Regions from separate parts of the Ovis aries genome. Here region 2 is linked to region 1. A link is a contact called in public Hi-C data. All regions are on one chromosome and are shown on one strand. Each heading gives the region's core, a stretch centred on a gene start, on an enhancer-like site or on the middle of the called end of the contact. The rest is flanking DNA. Distances are from core to core; before and after follow the strand shown.

What was found. A called contact is a pair of places that touch in the nucleus more often than the background predicts.
Region 2: a Hi-C map of liver shows a contact between it and region 1, with 3 times the contacts expected there. The contact joins the promoter of DENND6A here to the enhancer-like site in region 1. A contact is called at or near these places in 2 of 16 Hi-C or Micro-C datasets (liver and mixed tissues).

Annotation. Positions count from the first base shown.
Region 1 is chr19:43,525,562-43,531,486 of ARS-UI_Ramb_v3.0, forward strand. SLMAP (sarcolemma associated protein) reads right to left here. Exons shown (of 25, transcript XM_060402334.1): 3 at 1,130-1,199. Among named protein-coding and RNA genes, the nearest start is that of SLMAP, 61 kb to the right of the region's middle. Within about 2 kb of position 2,535, at least 6 of the 54 cell types and tissues checked have an H3K27ac peak or open chromatin away from gene starts, as enhancers often do. A contact at or near this core is called in liver, where this site is marked.
Region 2 is chr19:43,629,858-43,635,782 of ARS-UI_Ramb_v3.0, forward strand. DENND6A (DENN domain containing 6A) reads left to right here and starts at 3,745. Exons shown (of 20, transcript XM_015102355.4): 1 at 3,745-4,048. The coding sequence starts at 3,812.

The DNA.
Region 1 (5,925 bases), core at 1,285-3,784:
AAATGTAGTACATCCATATGAATTATTTGGCAATAAAAATAATGAAGTACTGATTTATGTTACAACATGAATGAACCTTTAAACATTAAGCTAAGTAAAAGAAATCAGTCACAAAAGACATATGGAATTCAATTTATATGAAATATCCAGAATAAGCAAATCCACAGAGATAAAAAGCACATTAGTGGTTGCAAGGGGTTTAGATGTTAGGGCAGAAGAGGGGAGGGGTGGGGTGGGGTGAAGACCTGCTAATGGGTATAACGTTTCATTTTGGGGTGATTAAAAGGTTCTAAAGTTAGATAGTGGTGATGGTTGTTCAACTCTCTGAATTGTTCATTTTAAAAGACTGAATTTATGGCATACAAATTATATCTCAATAAAACATTTTTTAAAGGTCATTATACAAAACTCTAATTTTATCTTCCTATCTCTCTTTGACTTTGTACCTCTGCTGCTATAATTTCTGGGTTAAAGCAAAGGAAGTGTTATTTATTCCATAGGCAAGGACAATTGGTAGTAGGTAAACATTTCTTTGGAAGGAATGATGCTAAAGCTGAAACTCCAGTACTTTGGCCACCTCATGCAAAGAGTTGACTCACTGGAAAAGACTGATGCTGGGAAGGATTGGGGGCAGGAGGAGAAGGGGATAACAGAGGATGAGATGGCTGGATGGCATCATTGACTCGATGGATGTGAGTCTGAGTGAACTCCGGGAGTTGGTGATGGACAGGGAGGCCTGGCGTGCTGCAATTCATGGGGTCGCAAAGAGTTGGACACAACTGAGCGACTGAACTGAACTGAACTGAGCACCTATATGAACGGCTATTAGTGAACTAACATACTTGGTATCAGGATAGACATGTCTTCAGTAAATTCTTTGTGATAAATAGAATGAAGACACGAGAAACTAAAATACTGGAATCAACTGTGAAGGTATCACTTTCTAGCCCCACTATAACTTGCCTTTCATCACTTGGGTAATCCCCCCTCTCTACAAAGGGAAGGGACAGCTGGAGGCACAGGAAGCCTACCTATTTATCACCTACCTATCCCCAAAGAAATTATCAACAACTGGGATCACACACAACAGACTTACTAGGAAGAGAACAACCAATAAAAAAAGATGTACCTTTCTTTTGCATTTTTCTACACTCTCCAGCCCTGCTTATTCTAGCAACACATTTTCACTGAATTCCTTCCTAAAGAAGAAAGGAAAGAAGAAAACTAATATTTATTAAAATACATGTTGTACCACCAGGCCCTCATTTAACCTTAATGTTAAAGCTATGATATAGATATTATATCCATTTATACATAAGAAAAGTAAGGTACAAGCAAGGATCTTTCCAAAGGTCACAGAGCTATGGAAGACAGAGCAGGGATTTATATAACAGAATTAAAAGGGACATTTTTCCCCCATTACTTCATACTGACCTTCATGTTTCATTTATCCTTCACTCCTCCCATAAAACCCTCTTCCGAAATGAAACACAACAAAAGAATAAGTGATTTGCAGAAAATATGAAAATGACATTTCTTTTCATTAATTCCTAGGCGACAATTTAAAGGCCACCAGGCTGGCTATAAATGACTTATTCTGTTTATAATTCAAGAGAGACCAACTGTTACTTTGGCTAGCAGTTTATATATTTAATTACAGGCCATTAGGAAAGAAAATTGTGTTGATATCTTACAAGTCCATTTGAAATTTAAAGGCCTTAACATTTCACAGCTGAGAGATAAGCATAGGCAACATGCTCAAGAAGGGACAATGACCCTCAAGATTTTTTCCACACTGGAACCTCCTCTTAAACACTGTATAAACAAGCTTTTGTGTTTTTTTAATAGATATATTCTTAGGAAATGTGGCAATATCTGAATTCTGGTTTGGTCATTTTCAGTTGTATGTGCCTTGGCAAGCCATATAAGGGGATTATAGATTTACAGTGGTTTTCAAACTTCAAATTCTGATCCACTGTTGTGTTACTAATGGATAAGATAGCTGGATAGCATCACTGACTCAGCGGACATGAATTTGAGCCAACTCCGGAAGATAGTGAAGGACAGGGAAGCCTGGTGTGCTGCAGTCCATGGGGTTGCAAAGAGTTGGACACAACTTAAGGACTGAACAACAATAGTGTCTTACTAAGTCAATGTATTGGGCTGTGACTTGTGGTTTAAAAAAAAACTAAGAGAACAGAAGTAAGAATATATAAAATGAGGTTCAGTACTGTTTAGCAAGCTTTGCTTGAAAAACAAAAAAATGTGTGTGTTTTTCTGTACACATTCGCACACATAAATCTCAACACTTCATATTTGTAGCTCTTAACTCTAAAACCATAAATTTTCAAATTAAAAGAACTTAATCAATATTAACCCAGTTTCTTTATACTCTAACATGTCTATTATTATGTCCAAAGCATACCCATAGTACCTTTGACCTCTAGTTAGCTTGAAAACACCGTTTACATTAGTTGCTCACTGTTCCTCTGCTCTCAATCTGCTAACAGCTTCCAAACATCTTGTAATAAAGTTCAAAGTTCTTACCATTACAGCCAATAAAACCCATACGACCTGGCTCACGGTTCCCTCTCCAATCTCATTAACTCCCACTATTTTCCCCACTAACCTCCATTCGTGCCCCAGAGCCTCTGCACTTGGGCATAGCTAGAAGCAATAGTTTACTTCCCTGCAGAAATATTTATATTGATATACCCTTCTCCCCTTGGTGTTGTGAAAAACTGATATTAAAAATGTTTCTGCACCTTCAGTGAAACAATCTGACACTATTCAGTTTACACTGTATAAAGGCTATTCTGTTTACTATCAGGTTAGGTAGGTGTAGGACTTCCCTTGTGGCTCAGTTGGTAAAGAATCCGCTTGCAATGTGGGAGACCTGGGTTCGATCCCTAGGTTGGGAAGATCTCCTGGGGAAGGGAAAGGCTACCCACTCCAGTATTCTGGCCTGGAGAATTCCATGGACTGTATACTCCACAGGGTTGCAAAGAGTCGGACATGACTGAGCGACTTTCACACTTTCACTAGGTAGGTGCAAAAAAGCCAAGAGACTGGGAAGTGACTATGTTTGCAAGGGACTGGGAAGTGACGATGCTAACAGTCCCTGGATGTACTTCCCCTGGTAGGTATGTCATTTGGTTCTTTATCACTTTCCAACCAGAAATCACTTTCTCCTCTATGCTGATACCTTTTTCCATCAGGCTTTTTTTTTTTTTTCCCCCTCCCATATTATTTTACTTCGCTGGGGAAAAAAAAAATCCTATTGAAGCTTTCACTATCTTTATTTCCTAGTAGCCTAAGGAATGCCCAATCCGTCTCTAGTGTTTGCATTAGCCACTGGGCATTCACTTTGATGTGGAGTAGGTGTCGCAGGAGCCCTGAATTTATAAAACCTTCTGTAGCTTGTGGCCAAAGTCCATCTCTCACTGTTTTCAAACGGGCTTTATCCTCAATTAACCCTGTGCCTTCCCCTGAATTAAAGTTAAGCTCCCCCACATCAGGCATTGATGGCGATCCTTGAACTGAAAGGCTGTCTTTGCCTTATCAGTCACTCTTTCCTGTTTCTCGTTTATTATGATTACTTTCAAAGACACAAGCACAGCACTTCACAGGTTGCATAATTTGTTCTTTGGCCTTCAGAAAGTTTCTGCTGTTCATTCCGTAAGCAAACATGTTCTGTACCACTTGCAACTTCACCTCAATGTGTAAATGCTTTCATTTCTACTACAACGATAAACTGCTTCTTTCTAGCCTTCTCCAAGTTGACAGGTTTTCCAGTATCCAACTACCAACAGATTTTTTAAAGTTTCAGAATGAAGCACAAACACGGGAGACAGGTCATCAGCGAGAGGCCAGAAATTCCAAGTCCATACAGGGAAATTTTAAAATATGAATGCAGAGTGGATCCTGGACTCTTGGTGGCAGATACTACATTACAGATTTTTTAATTTACTTGAATCACCACCTAAAATCAAAAAGAGTGACTAAGACAGTAAAACCAAAATCCCATGGAGAACAGATACAACAACAGGTGGAAATTATCCACATAAAACTCAAAACAAAAGTGGGAAAAAGCATCAACAGTTACGAGACCTGCATGAAATCAGCATCTGTGCAGGAGGATGCAAAAAGATCAATGGGCATTTGAAGGACTTGAGTATCTCAGAACAGTCACTGTCTATTCACTGGACAATATGATAAAAAATTTGAAAAGAGAATCTGAAAATGGGAAAGGTTTAGCCCAATACGCTAACAAGGGAGTGTGAGGTAAATTCTGAAAAACGATGGAGCAGAGTCATATAAATTCTTAAAACTAACCTACCAACCAAAGTTGCATTCCAAGGTAGGGCTTTCCCTCAAAAGCTGTAGGGTTTGGAACCAAAACTGAGCAGGGTAGAGACAACAGAGACAGGAAAGAAAGATCCATATAAAAGTAGAAAAGGGGAAAGGAAGCCGTTATATTTTTAAACAGTTTACAAAATCAACAGAAGAGGGAGCTCTGTGACATTAGAAAAGTTATCCTGAATCATGACTCCCTTCTCTAAGTTCAGGAAAACAAATTTTACATAAAAATGAGTAACAGAAAAATATCAGTGTCCCATCTCATAGCTATTTTAAGAAAAAAACGATAAAAAGCAAACAACACTCTCTACACATAATGAGAGACATACCTTGGGAACAGATCAAAATTACACTATTTCAGAACAAGCTAAAAGACATTAAGAAAATAACTCAAGGCATGGAAAAGAAATATAAATTACAATTACAAAACTGTAGGAAAGAACTCAAAAAAGAAACAGGAAAAAAGGGGAATAATTTCAGGAATGAGTACAAAATTAGGACATGAGTAACTGAGTAATACCAGACCACCTGACCTGCCTCTTGAGAAATCTGTATGCAGGTCAGGAAGCAACAGTTAGAACTGGACATGGAACAACAGACTGGTTCCAAATAGGAAAAGGAGTACGTCAAAGCTGTATATTGTCACCCTGCTTATTTAACTTATATGTAGAGTACATCATGAGAAATGTCTGGATGAAGCACAAGCTGGAATCAAGATTGCTGGGAGAAATATCAATAGCCTCAGATATGCAGATGACACCACCCTTAAGGCAGAAAGTGAAGAACTAACAGCCTCTTGATGAAAGTGAAAGAGGAGAGTAAAAAAGTTGGCTTAAAGCTCAACATTCAGAAAATAAAGATCATGGCATCTGCTCCCATCACTTCAAGGCAAATAGCAGGAGAAATAGTGGAAACAGCAGCAGACTTTATTTTTTTGGGCTCCAAAATCACTGCAGATGGTGACTGCAGCCATGAAATTAAAAGACACTTACTCCTTGGAAGAAAAGTTATGACCAACCTAGACAGCATATTCAAAAGCAGAGACATTACTTTGCCAACCAAGGTCTGTCTAGTCAAGGCTACGGTTTTTCCAGTAGTCATGTATGGATGTGAGAGTTGGACTATAAAGAAAGCTGAGCGCCGAAGAATTGACGCTTTTGAACTGTGGTGTTGGAGAAGACTCTTGAGAGTCCCTTGGACTGCAAGGAGATCCAACCAGTCCATCCTAAAGCAGATCAGTCCTGAGTGTTCATTGAAAGGATTGATGTTGAACCTAAAACTCTAACACTTTGGCCACCTAATGTGAAGAGCTGACTCATCTGAAAAGTCCCTGATGTTGGGAAAGATTGAAGGCAGGAGGACTGGACGACAGAGGATGAGATGGTTGGATGGCATCACTGACTCGATGGACATGAGTTTGAGTAAACTCTGGGAGTTGGTGATGGACAGGGAGGCCTGGCGTGTTGCAGTCCATGGGGTCACAAAGAGTCAGACATGACTGAGCGACTGAACTAAACTGAACTAAGTAAAGCAAATAATGCCTTAAGAGAAGAAAGAAAAAAAGGA
Region 2 (5,925 bases), core at 2,495-4,994, 110 kb after region 1:
AGACTGGTTCCAAATCAGGAAAGGAGTATGTCAAGACTGTATATTGTCACCCTGCTGGTTTAACTTATATGGAGAGTATATCATGAGAAATGCTGGACTGGATGAAGCACAAGCTGGAATCAAGGTTGCTGGGAGAAATATCAGTAACCTCAGATATGCAGATGACACCACACTTATGGCAGAAAGTGAAGAAGAACTAAAGACCCTCTTGATGAAAGAAGAGAGTGAAAAAGTTGGCTTAAAACTCAATGTTAAAAAACTAAGATCATGGCATCCGGTCCCATCACTTCATGGCAAACAGATGGGGAAACAATGGACACAGTGTCAGACTTTATTTTGGGGGGCTCCAAAATCACTGCAGATGGTGACTGCAGCCATGAAATTAAAAGACGCTTACTCCTTGGAGGAAAGTTATGACCAACCTAGACAGCATATTAAGAAGAAGAGATATTACTTTGCCAACAAAGGTCCGTCTAGTCAAGGCTATGGTTTTTCCAGTAGTCATGTATGGATATGAGAGTTGGACTATAAAGCAAGCTAAGCGCCAAATAATTGACACTTTTAAAGTGTGGTATTGGAGAAGACTCTTGAGAGTCCCTTGGACTGCAAGGAGATCAAACCAGTCTATCCTAAAGGAAATCAGTCCTGAATATTCATTGGAAGGACTAATGCTAAATCTGAAACTCCGATACTCTGGCTACCTGATGCAAAGAACTGACTCCTTGGAAAATACCCTGATGCTGGGAAACGATCATTTTCTATCCTAAAGAAAGGCTCCAGGAAACATCGCTATTGATGTCTGAGGATATTAGAAATTTTCCTTGAAAAGACAGATACTAACACTTATTTCAACTAAAAATCCTATGGGTATGGACAAAATAGTTCTTATCAAACAGGGTAAATTTGACTGGGTAGTACAGCAAAATGCTTAGGAACTGAGGTTCAATGGGAGAAATGGGTTTTAAGTCTTTGTTCTGCCACCTACTGGCTGTGACATTACTGACATCTTGAGGAGCATCAGTCCTCACCTGTAAAATGGAATAATAATAGGACCTATCTTTTTGGCTTCCCAGGTGGTGCTAATGGTAAACAACCTGTCTGCCCATGCAGGAGATGTGGGTTTGATCTCTCGGTCGGGAAGACCCCTGGAGGAGGAAATGGAAATGGAAACCCACTCCGGTATCCTTGCCTGGAGAATCCCACAGACACAGAAGCCTGGAGGTCTGCAGTCCATAGGGTCGCAAAGAGTTGGACAAGACGGAAGCAACTTAGCACACACGCATCTTTTGGGCTGTTAGGAGAATCAGATAAAATAATCTGTGTAGAGACTTCCCTGCTGGTCCAGTGGTTATGGAGTCCACCTGCCAATGCAGGGGACACGGGCTCAATTCCTGGTCCAGGAAGATCCCGCATGCCTCTGGACAACTAAGATCCTGTGCCACAACTACTGAGTCCAAGCTCTAGAGCCCACACCGCAACTACTGAAGCCGGCACCTACCATCCATGCTCCACAAGAGAAGCCACCGTAATGAGAACCCCTACGCACCTCAAAGAAGACTCAATGCAGCCAAAAAAAACCACTATCGTTTTAAAATTTAAACACAAAGGAAAAATGCGGAAATGGTCACAAATAAAGAAGAAGAATCTATCTTGTAAAGCAGGGGACACTGGAATTAAGATCTCACATGCTACATGCCCAGGGCAACTGAGTCCAAGTGTTCTGGAGGCCCTGCACCACAGCAAGAGCCCAAGTACCACAACTAAGATCAATATAGCCACATAATTTTTTTTTAAAGGTAAAGTGTGTAAAAGCATGAATACTGTGCTGTTTTTGAAAAACACGTTTATTGTGAGTTATTATCCATTGTCTTTTACTCACTTTCCTATTGGAGCATTACTGTGTGTTTCTTATTTACTTCCATTCTTCAGTTTATGCTCAGCATAGTAGGTGCTGAATGAATCCTAGTCAGGGGTACCAGGGTGGATCCATAATCAGTCAATAGACCAAGTGCCTCCTGCTTACCCAGTCCAAAGCCGATCTCCAAGAATACTAAGCTTCAGGAGACTAGACTCTTGCTGAGAGACAGTAATCCATAGGTTGTTGTAGAGGTGCTCCAGAAAGGTGTGGAGATGTGTGAGTGTTGAGTGAGTCACAGGAAACCAGGCCAAGAAAGATGGGAGGGGACTTTGTGGAGAGGACACTGCTGAATGAATGCACAGCAAATTGCCTGCGTGCACTGCAAGCCTGCATCAGAGTTTTAATACTTGCTTGACTAGTCAGGTAACCTCTCAGAACCTCAGTTTATCTAAAAAGATGTATAAGTATCTAGTATATGTCTACCCACTAGATTCAACGAAGTAATAATTGTAACTACTTCCTGGGCACTTCATCTGTCACAGAGTAAGTGTTCAATAAATGTTAGCCACTATGTTCTAACAATTTTGTAATACCTTATAATATACGACCTACCTCTTGAGAAATCTCTATGCAGGTCAGGAAGCAACAGTTAGAACTGGACATGGAACAACAGACTGGTTCCAAATAGGAAAAGGAGTACGTCAAGGCTGTATATTGTCACCCTGCTTATTTAACTTCTATGCAGAGTACATCATGAGAAATGCTGGACTGGAAGAAACACAAGCTGGAATTAAGATTGCCAGGAGAAATATCAATAACTTCAGATATGCAGATGACACCACCCTTATGGCAGAAAGTGAAGAGGAACTAAAAGCCTCTTGATGAAAGTGAAAGAGGAGAGTGAAAAAGTTGGCTTAAAGCTCAACATTCAGAAAATAAAGATCATGGCATCTGGTCCCATCACTTCATGGGAAATAGATGAGGAAACAGTGGAAACAGTGTCAGACTTTATTTTTTTAGGCTCCAAAATCACTGCAGATGATGACTGCAGCCATGAAATTAAAAGACGCTTACTCCTTGGAAGAAAAGTTATGACCAACCTAGACAGCATATTCAAAAGCAGAGACATTACTTTGCCGACTAAGGTCCGTCTAGTCAAGGCTATGGTTTTTCCTGTGGTCATGTATGGATGTGAGAGTTGGACTGTGAAGAAGGCTGAGCGCCGAAGAATTGATGCTTTTGAACTGTGGTGTTGGAGAAGACTCTTGAGGGTCCCTTGCATTGCAAGGAGATCCAACCAGTCCGTTCTGAAGGAGATCAGCCCTGGGATTTCTTCGGAAGGAATGACGCTAAAGCTGAAACTCCAGTACTTTGGCCACCTCATGCGAAGAGTTGACTCATTGGAAAAGACTCTGATGCTGGGAGGGATTGGGGGCAGGAGGAGAAGGGGACGACAGAGGATGAGATGGCTGGATGGCATCACTGACTCGATGGACGTGAATCTGAGTGAACTCCGGGAGTTGGTGATAGACATGGAGGCCTGGCGTGCTGCGATTCATGGGGTCGCAGAGTCGGACACGACTGAGCGACTGAACTGAACTAAACTGATAATATACGAACGGTGTCATTCCAAGAATAATTGTTTTCCTAGTCGTTGGACTGCGAAGAAGGGTTTCAGGATACATTGCTTCAGGCTTGACGAGCTTTAAAGCAAGGAGGCTAGAGAGGGCTTGACAGTTTCAGTCAAGTGCTTGCGCGACGTCGCCAAGCTCGGGGGGCGGGACCAGACTACGCGCGCAGAGCCGCACTCCCAGGGTCACGTGCGCTGCGGCCCCTCCCCGGCCCGGCCCGGCCCCCGCGGCTGCGACAGCTGCGGCTGCGCCTGCGCGGAGCCCAGCGCGCTCTGCGGCGCGGTCCTCCGTGGAGGCGGCGCGAACGGCCAGGGGGCGGCGGATGGCTCTGCGGGGCCTGGCAGGCTCGGGGCCCGGCTCCCGAGGGCCGTTGGACGAGGCGGTGGCGGCGGACAAGGAGCGCGAGGCGGCGGCAGTTGTAGTGGCGGGAGCCACGCCAGAGGACGATGAAGAGGACGAGGGCCGCAGCCGGGGCCTGCTGCGCTGGGACGGCTTCTCAGCCTGGCTGCACTGCGTGTGTGTGGTGGGCTTCGACCTGGAGCTGGGCCAAGCCGTGGAGGTGAGGCCCGGCCGCACCTTGTCCCCGCGCCGGGGCGGCCCCGGCACAGCGTGTGACCCGCCGGCCGGCCGGCCTGGACCCCGGCCGCTGCGCATCCGGGCGTGGCCGGCAGCCCCTCCGCTGTCAGCCGGGCTGCGGTCCAGAGGCAGTTCCCGTGGGAGGATCATGGGCTGTGGCTAAGGGTGAAAAGTTCTCTTTAGGCCCCTCCTAAATACTTGCTGAAGGTCGTATTTTCATTTTCTTTTAACCCGGTGTCACAGGAATAAGTAGAATGGTTAGCGGCACCCAGAGAAAACCGCAGGCAGGATGTTTGGGACTTTTTCAAGAAGCGAACAATGTCCCTGACATACGGTGAACTATATATAGTATAGTAGCCAAACCTCACACAACCAACTTTTTTTTTTTTTTAGACTCAGATTGTTTTGGTCATTTGCAGCGACTCTTAGAGCATTCCACTCAGCCTGAGCCATAATGCTTATCTCAGCAGAGGTTTTCGCCCTTTCCTGCCTTTGTTCCTCATTTCTGTTACTTCTTGATGTTGCTTCTGAACCGGCCTGAAAGCTACTACCAAGATGAACAGAAGGAAAATCGTTCGCTTGTGAATTTGTCGAGTTTTCAATCTTTATAGCGCCTTGTTAAAAGGCATTGTAATCTTAACTACTCTTGACATTATTTAGGGCCCCTTTTGTAACATAAGGGATTGCTAGTCTTTGTGCATCCAAGAAAAGAACGACCGATGCTTAGAAGATATCTTTGTTTTGGTGGCAATGACAGATTTTAATGAATTATCTCATTCTGACTTCAGTGGCATGTGTTGTCTATGAAAATTGTCCAGGGATGTATTTCTTAATGTGGAGTGTGTAGTCGGCCTGTCTTGTCTGTTATTTTATGCAGCTCGATACACGCTGCGTGCTTGTGCTTAGTTGCTAAGCTGTGTCTGACTCTGCAACCTTTAGACTGTAGCTCGCCAGGCTCCTCTGGCCATAGGATTTTTTACGCAAGAATTCTGGAGTGGTTGCCATTTCCTTCTGCAGGGGAATCTCCTGACTCAGGGATCGAACCCACGTTTCCTGTGTCTCCTGCGTCGGAGGCAGATTCTTTACCCGCTCAGCCATTGTAAGATCTAGGTATTATCCTGGTTTTTGGGCATACGTATATGAAGAATATACTATAACATATTTGTAGATTAACACTACAATTTAGAAGAGAATCAAGAATTAATCACACTAGAGGATAGGGCTAAATGTAGTGCTTGGTGCATGACACTGTTCAATTAAAAACTGATAGTACCTAAACAGCACTTTAAGATGAAAACAACAGTTCCCAGACTATAAAGAAGAGATTTGTAAATCATCCATCATTTACATTGACATATTAACCTGAAGTTATACATATAGTAGAATACAATTTAATCAGAAAACATGCCGTAGTAGATTACATTTTTAAATAGTTAAAAGAGATCCATTTAGACTCACCATTTGGACATTCTTTATAACACTTCTGTGTTTTTTCTGACCAAATAAACAATACTTAGCAAGTATTGGAAGAAGGCAGTAGCAACCCACTCCAATGGCACCCCACTCCAGTACTCTTGCCTGGAAAATCCCATGGACGGAGGAGCCTGGAAGGCTGCCAGTCCATGGGGTCGCTGAGGGTTGGACAAGACTGAGTGACTTCACTTTCACTTTTCACTTTCATGCATTGGAGAAGGAAATGGCAACCCACTCCAGTGTTCTTGCCTGGAGAATCCCAGGGCCGGGGGAGCCTGGTGGGCTGCCGTCTATGGGGTCACACAGAATCCGACACGACTGAAGCAACTTAGCAGCCAGTACTCTTGCTGAAAAATCCCATGGACAGAGGAGCCTGGTAGGCTGCCA